2 separate regions of the Mus musculus genome follow, and region 1 is linked to region 2. The links are chromatin contacts, called in public Hi-C maps. All regions are on one chromosome and are shown on one strand. Each heading gives the region's core, a stretch centred on a gene start, on an enhancer-like site or on the middle of the called end of the contact. The rest is flanking DNA. Distances are from core to core; before and after follow the strand shown.

The links. A called contact is a pair of places that touch in the nucleus more often than the background predicts.
Region 1: a contact with region 2 is called in a Hi-C map of adipose-derived mesenchymal stem cells, with 4 times the contacts expected there. The contact joins the promoter of Tent5a here to the enhancer-like site in region 2. A contact is called at or near these places in 2 of 39 promoter capture datasets (liver and second pharyngeal arch cranial neural crest), 8 of 484 Hi-C or Micro-C datasets (the G1E-ER4 cell line, adipose-derived mesenchymal stem cells, embryonic fibroblasts and 3 more), 2 of 115 datasets of contacts at active chromatin or transcription factors (bone marrow-derived macrophages and heart atrium) and 2 of 9 other capture datasets (liver and pancreatic islet).

The regions. Positions count from the first base shown.
Region 1 is chr9:85,325,870-85,328,569 of GRCm38.p6, reverse strand. It overlaps Tent5a (terminal nucleotidyltransferase 5A), which reads left to right and starts at 1,420. Exons shown (of 3, transcript NM_001160379.1): 1 at 1,420-1,527; 2 at 1,765-2,311. The coding sequence starts at 1,802.
Region 2 is chr9:85,172,875-85,175,755 of GRCm38.p6, reverse strand. No RefSeq gene overlaps it. Among named protein-coding and RNA genes, the nearest start is that of Tent5a, 150 kb to the left of the region's middle. Within about 2 kb of position 1,260, at least 7 of the 459 cell types and tissues checked have an H3K27ac peak or open chromatin away from gene starts, as enhancers often do. A contact at or near this core is called in adipose-derived mesenchymal stem cells and second pharyngeal arch cranial neural crest, where this site is marked.

The DNA.
Region 1 (2,700 bases), core at 171-2,670, 150 kb before region 2:
GGCGTTGTCACGCAGCTAGATTTGCGTGGGCGACACCCCTGCATCCCATCCCTCAACTCAGGTTGGGCTTCTAGACCAGGGCTCCCTAAATTCAGAGGCTGATTCTCTGAAGTTGTCTAGGGTCATGGGGGTAATGGCTGTTCATCTCAGGGCCTCTCCTCTCTACCCTGACTGCCTCGTTCGGCTCACAGCCTCTACCTGGATCAAGGACTGCAAAGCATTACTTTGAACGGAGGCAGCAGCGGGGCGGCGGAGGAAGTGGACAAGCGAAAGCAGGGAGCTTTCTAGCAAACAGTGCGGTGCCAGAGCGCAGAGATAACCTTTTCCAACCCTTAAGCACTCCACTGGCGACTGAAGCTGGAGGGGGAGAAACTTCTCGTCTTTTAAATTTGCCCTTAATGGCCGGTAAGAAGCCAGAGCCTACTTTGATCATTGACGTTTTATCCGCTTAAGAACTGAGAACCTTAGAGGCTGCGAGGAACGCGCTTCTCCCAAGTCTGAGCCGAAGGACCGCCACCCTGGCGGCCGCTTTTCGTGCACTGCTGGGGTTGCGCTCCGAGACCCCGCGGGTTGGCCGCGAGCCCGCGGAGCTGTGTGATAGGAGACGCGCGCCTGCCCAGCTCGCGGGCAGCAGCTGGACGCGCACTCAGGCTGGCTGGCTGGTACCGGACTCCCCACCCCACCCCCACCCCCCCACCAGCACTTCTCGAGGTTTCGAGAATCGAAACTCAGTTCTCAGCAAACCCTCCCCCTCCCTCACAGAGACTGACGTGCGTGACCAGTTGCCTCTGGAGACCACACTTGGCCCAGGGTCCAGAGTGGAATCGGCGGTCTAGCCACAAACGGACACTGTTGAGGGAACCTCCAGGAGACCCAGTTACGCGGCAATGACGCGCTCCACCCGGCCAGAAGGCTAGGCTTGGGAAGTTTCTATAGTTGCGTGATTTTTAACCCTGATCCGGTTTTGATGGCCATCTATCACATTTGAGGCAAAGTGTCTCCTCTTTAGGGGTGTGTGTGTGCGCGCGCGCGTGTGTGGACGTGCAGAAATGGATAAATCTACACGTAGGAGCCACAGGCATCTGTCTGTGCTCATAGCCAGGGGCTGCGCACCCTGGCCTAGCTCCAGCAGCTCTGAGCTCCGGCGACTGTCCACCCAGCGCTGGGGGCGGTGCTCTATGCAAATGAGAGGGTGTGGCGAGCGCTGCGCGCTGGGGCCCCGGAAGCGCGGAGAAGCCCGGTATAAAAAAAGTACTGAAGACATTTCCCCCCGCACAACTGCTAAAGCTCCAGAGACGCGAGTGTGCGCGGTGGCATCGGCGGCGTCGAGAGCCGCCACCTCCGAGACCACCGCAGCGGGGGCGCGGGCGGGGCGCGGGCAAGGGGCGGGAACGCTCAGGGCGCGGCGGGGGTCGGCGCGGAGAAGTCGCGGGCCGCTGCCGGGAGCGCACTCGCAGCTCCTGCGAAGTGTGTCCGCCTCGCGGTTCCTCGCTCGCCTGCGCTCCTAGAAGGGGCGGCCGCCTCCAGGTGACACAGACGGGACTCTCGCTTGTGCTTTCCAGATGCATCAGAGATACTTTTGGTGCGGGGCTGCTCTGCGGGGCGCGGCGCGCGGCTGGGCATTGGGGTCGGTGAGGGTTGGGGGAGGAGGGCTACTATGGGCGTCACGATCGGGGAGGGGAAGCCCAGGCCCCTCGGCGGGACCCCTGTCCCCTCACCCGCACACCTCTCTGCCGCTCCCCTAAATCCACTCTTTCCTCTTAGGACTGACCAAGGCCAAGTGGCTTTCGGAGGGCACTACATGGCCGAGGGCGAAGGGTACTTTGCCATGGCAGAGGACGAGCTGACCGGCGGCCCTTACATCCCCCTGGGTGGTGACTTCGGCGGCGGCGGCAGCAGCTTCGGCGACCGCTGCTCGGACTATTGCGAAAGCCCCACGGCGCACTGCAATGTGCTGAACTGGGAGCAAGTGCAGCGGTTGGACGGCATTCTGAGCGAGACCATCCCGATCCACGGGCGCGGCAACTTCCCCACGCTCGAGCTGCAGCCAAGCCTGATTGTGAAGGTGGTGAGGAGGCGCCTGGAAGAGAAGGGCATAGGTGTCCGCGACGTGCGCCTCAACGGCTCAGCCGCCAGTCACGTCCTGCACCAGGACAGTGGCCTAGGCTACAAGGACCTGGACCTCATCTTCTGCGCTGACCTGCGTGGGGAAGAGGAGTTTCAGACTGTGAAGGACGTCGTTCTGGATTGCCTGTTAGACTTCTTGCCCGAAGGGGTGAACAAGGAGAAGATCACACCGCTCACTCTCAAGGTAAAGCCACCTGATGGGCTTGGGCAGAGCAGGGGTGGGGAGAAAGCAAGCCCAGCTTGCCTTGACTGCCGTCAGTATGGCCATAGTGAGTTCGTTTATTTATTTTTTTATTATTTTTTTTTCACGAGCGCACTAATGCGCGTGAGTGGTGTGGAGTGTTTTAGTTTCCTGGGAGATCCAGCGCCACAACTCTGTGCTTCCTCCTCTGCGTTTCCTTCTCTTCCTTCTCTCTATGGTTTAACTCTTGACTTTCCTTGCTGGACTCTTGTCCAGAGTATAACGTGATTGGTGGAAGGATGGAATGATGTAAATAATTTTTTTGAGTCATCTTGTAATCTAGACTTTGGGAAAAATAGCAGCCTGAAGCAGAACTGAGTCAATGGTTTTTA
Region 2 (2,881 bases), core at 11-2,510:
GGCAAATGGATGGACCTGGAGGGCATCATCCTGAGTGAGGTAACCCAATCACAAAAGAACTCAAATGATATGTACTCACTGATAAGTGGATATTAGCCCAGAAACTTAGAATACCCAAGATACAATTTGCAAAACACATGAAACTCAAGAATAATGAAGACCAAAGTGTGGACACTGTGCCCCTTCTTAGAATTGGGAACAAAACACCCATGGAAGGAATTTCAGAGACAAAGTTTGGAGCTGAAATGAAAGGACGGACCATCCAGAGACTGTCACACCCGGGGATCCATCCCATAATCAGCCACCAAACGCAGACACCATTGCATATGCCAGCAAGATTTTGCTGAAAGGACCTTGATAGAGCTGTCTCTTGTGAGGCTATGCCAGTGCCTGGCAAACACAGAAGTGGATGCTCACAGTCATCTATAAGATAGAACACAGGGCCCCCAGTGGAGGAGCTAGAGAAAGTACCCAAGGAGCTAAAGGGGTCTGCAACCCTATAGGTGGAACAACATTATGAACTAACCAGTACCCCCCAGAGCTTGTGTCTCTAGCTGCATATGTATCAAAAGATGGCCTAGTCGGCCCTCATTAGGAAGAGAGACCCCTTGGTCTTGCAAACTTTATATGCCCCAGTTCAGAGGAACACCAGGGCCAAGAAGTGGGAGTGGGTGGGTAGGGGAGCAGTGGAGGGGGGATTATGGGGAACTTTCGGGATAGCATTTGAAATGTAAATGAAGAAAATACCTAATAAAAAAATTGGAAAAAAAAAGGATACTTTTTGGTGTCTTTTTGTTGCCCGGTTTTAAAAATTATGTCCCTGACACATGGAAGCTCTAGGACAATGGCTTTCAAATCAGAGTAAGGCTTACTATAGGGTAGATATGTATGGCTATTTATTAAATTGTGAACATCTTCCTAGACTATAACAGAGTTCACATCCTTTATCAGCTAATTCTCACACACTTACTCTGAAAAAGAGAGACAACTTACTTTGGCTGACAGGACAAAAGTGAGCCCTCTATTGCTGCTGCTGCTGCTGCTGCTGGTCAGTGTTATGAGAATTACCCAACTGCATCACATATGTTGCTAAGGAGATGTTTGTTATTTTAGTCATGATCCAAGAGCGCCTCTTAGGGAGGCAGCTGTCTCTGTTTAGGAAATTATCCAACAGATTGCTTTCTGGTAACATGATGGGATTACAAAGACATACTGTATAAGAAGACAGTAAAGCACAGAAGTACTTGAATAGGTCAAGGGGAAATGGGACTTCGCGAGTAAGCAGGGATTTAGAGTGACAGGAAGGCTTCTGTGAACAGGCTTCTCTAGTGCCACAGTCAGGCAGTGTTTAGCTTTAGGATGTAACTCTGTTTAAGTTATTGTCACAAAAGGTAGGAAATATCTGTCACCTCAAAATGATATGCATAGCTGACACTTCGGTTGAAATCAACTGTAAGGAGTAGTACTGGAAATCTCCATCATTCAGGTAGGACAGGATTGCAATAGAAAGTGCAGAAAGAATGAAAAGGAATAGGTGTGTGTCCACATAGACAATCTGCATGTATGCTTTTGTTGTTGAAAGTCTCAAAGGACTAAGCGGCCGTGGTGAACATACAACTTACACTTACATTTCTTACTAGACACTGACTAGGCATGAAGCAATTTGACTGCAGACTGTGAATTTTATTCTGCTGTCCCCTGTGCCCAGCCTTCAGATTTCCTCATTGCTCACTTAAATTTCAACTTCCAGCTTCATACTCAGCAACTTTTGAGCTGTTGTTCAAATGTTTATCATTTGCAGGGAAATTTTTCATTTGCCGCATATCTAAAGTTTTAGGCCACTCTTTTGACCATGTTTATACAAATACAGTATGTTTTTTATTAGTAACTATGAAAGACGTTCACATGTGCCATTTCTAATCAAGTCTGATTCTTTTGGTATTCTGTGTCACGGAGGTTAACGTCAGTACTGTTTCTTCTTTTCAATCAAGAATTCAGACCTCTACTTTATGCCAAAAGTATTCCGAAATTCTACCCCATTTATGCTTTCTTGTAAGTAGTATTAATTTTAGAAAAACAGTAGCAATTAAAATCTACTGCCTAAGCCAAGTGTTTTATGAAGGTGCATTGTATGATCAAAATTTAATTTTATGCTCGGCGACTCATATAATCATGAATCTGGATTTGCTGAGATGAACTTTGAGAATCAGTTACCTCTATATTTCATAGCAGGTAAAATAGCTTTAATATCACTGTAAATAATATAAAATTGGAACATACTTCTGCACTCAATATGAGCAGAAGTTTTCTTTTCAAGGAGTGAAAAAATTAAAATGTATTTCTGAAAAGCACAGAATTCTATGCCATGTGGAAAGCAGTCTAAATAGAGATGGACATTTCATTTTATGGGGAAGTACTGCATTACTGCATTGTTTATGCTTTTCATAGGAAAGAGAAAACTTTTGGTGCCACATGTTTCTGTGCACGTAGATTACAATGTGCCCGCCTGAGTGGGGAATTTACTTCACTGATGCATAGTAGTGCCCCAGGGTTAGCGCTTGGTGATATGTTTTGCCATCTTGGTTTTCATTGGTCTTCATCAGCTTGCCTCTAGCTCTCTGGTTCTGTGATCATTACTTGAAGTGTGGTTGTCTGCCTGTTGTCATAGGTGCTGCTGCAGCCTGCCTGTTTCCTCCTGATTCTGAGGCTTATACCTTATTCCCCATGAATTCCCATCTTTCTTAAGCTTAGGTGATCTGAAGGAACATGGACCACCTTGTGGAACTGCTCAATAGCTGTCCAAGGCTTTAGGTTTTACCTACTGACGGACTAGAAACTTCAATTCTTGATCTTGGAGCCATGGTAGAAGATATTGCCTTCA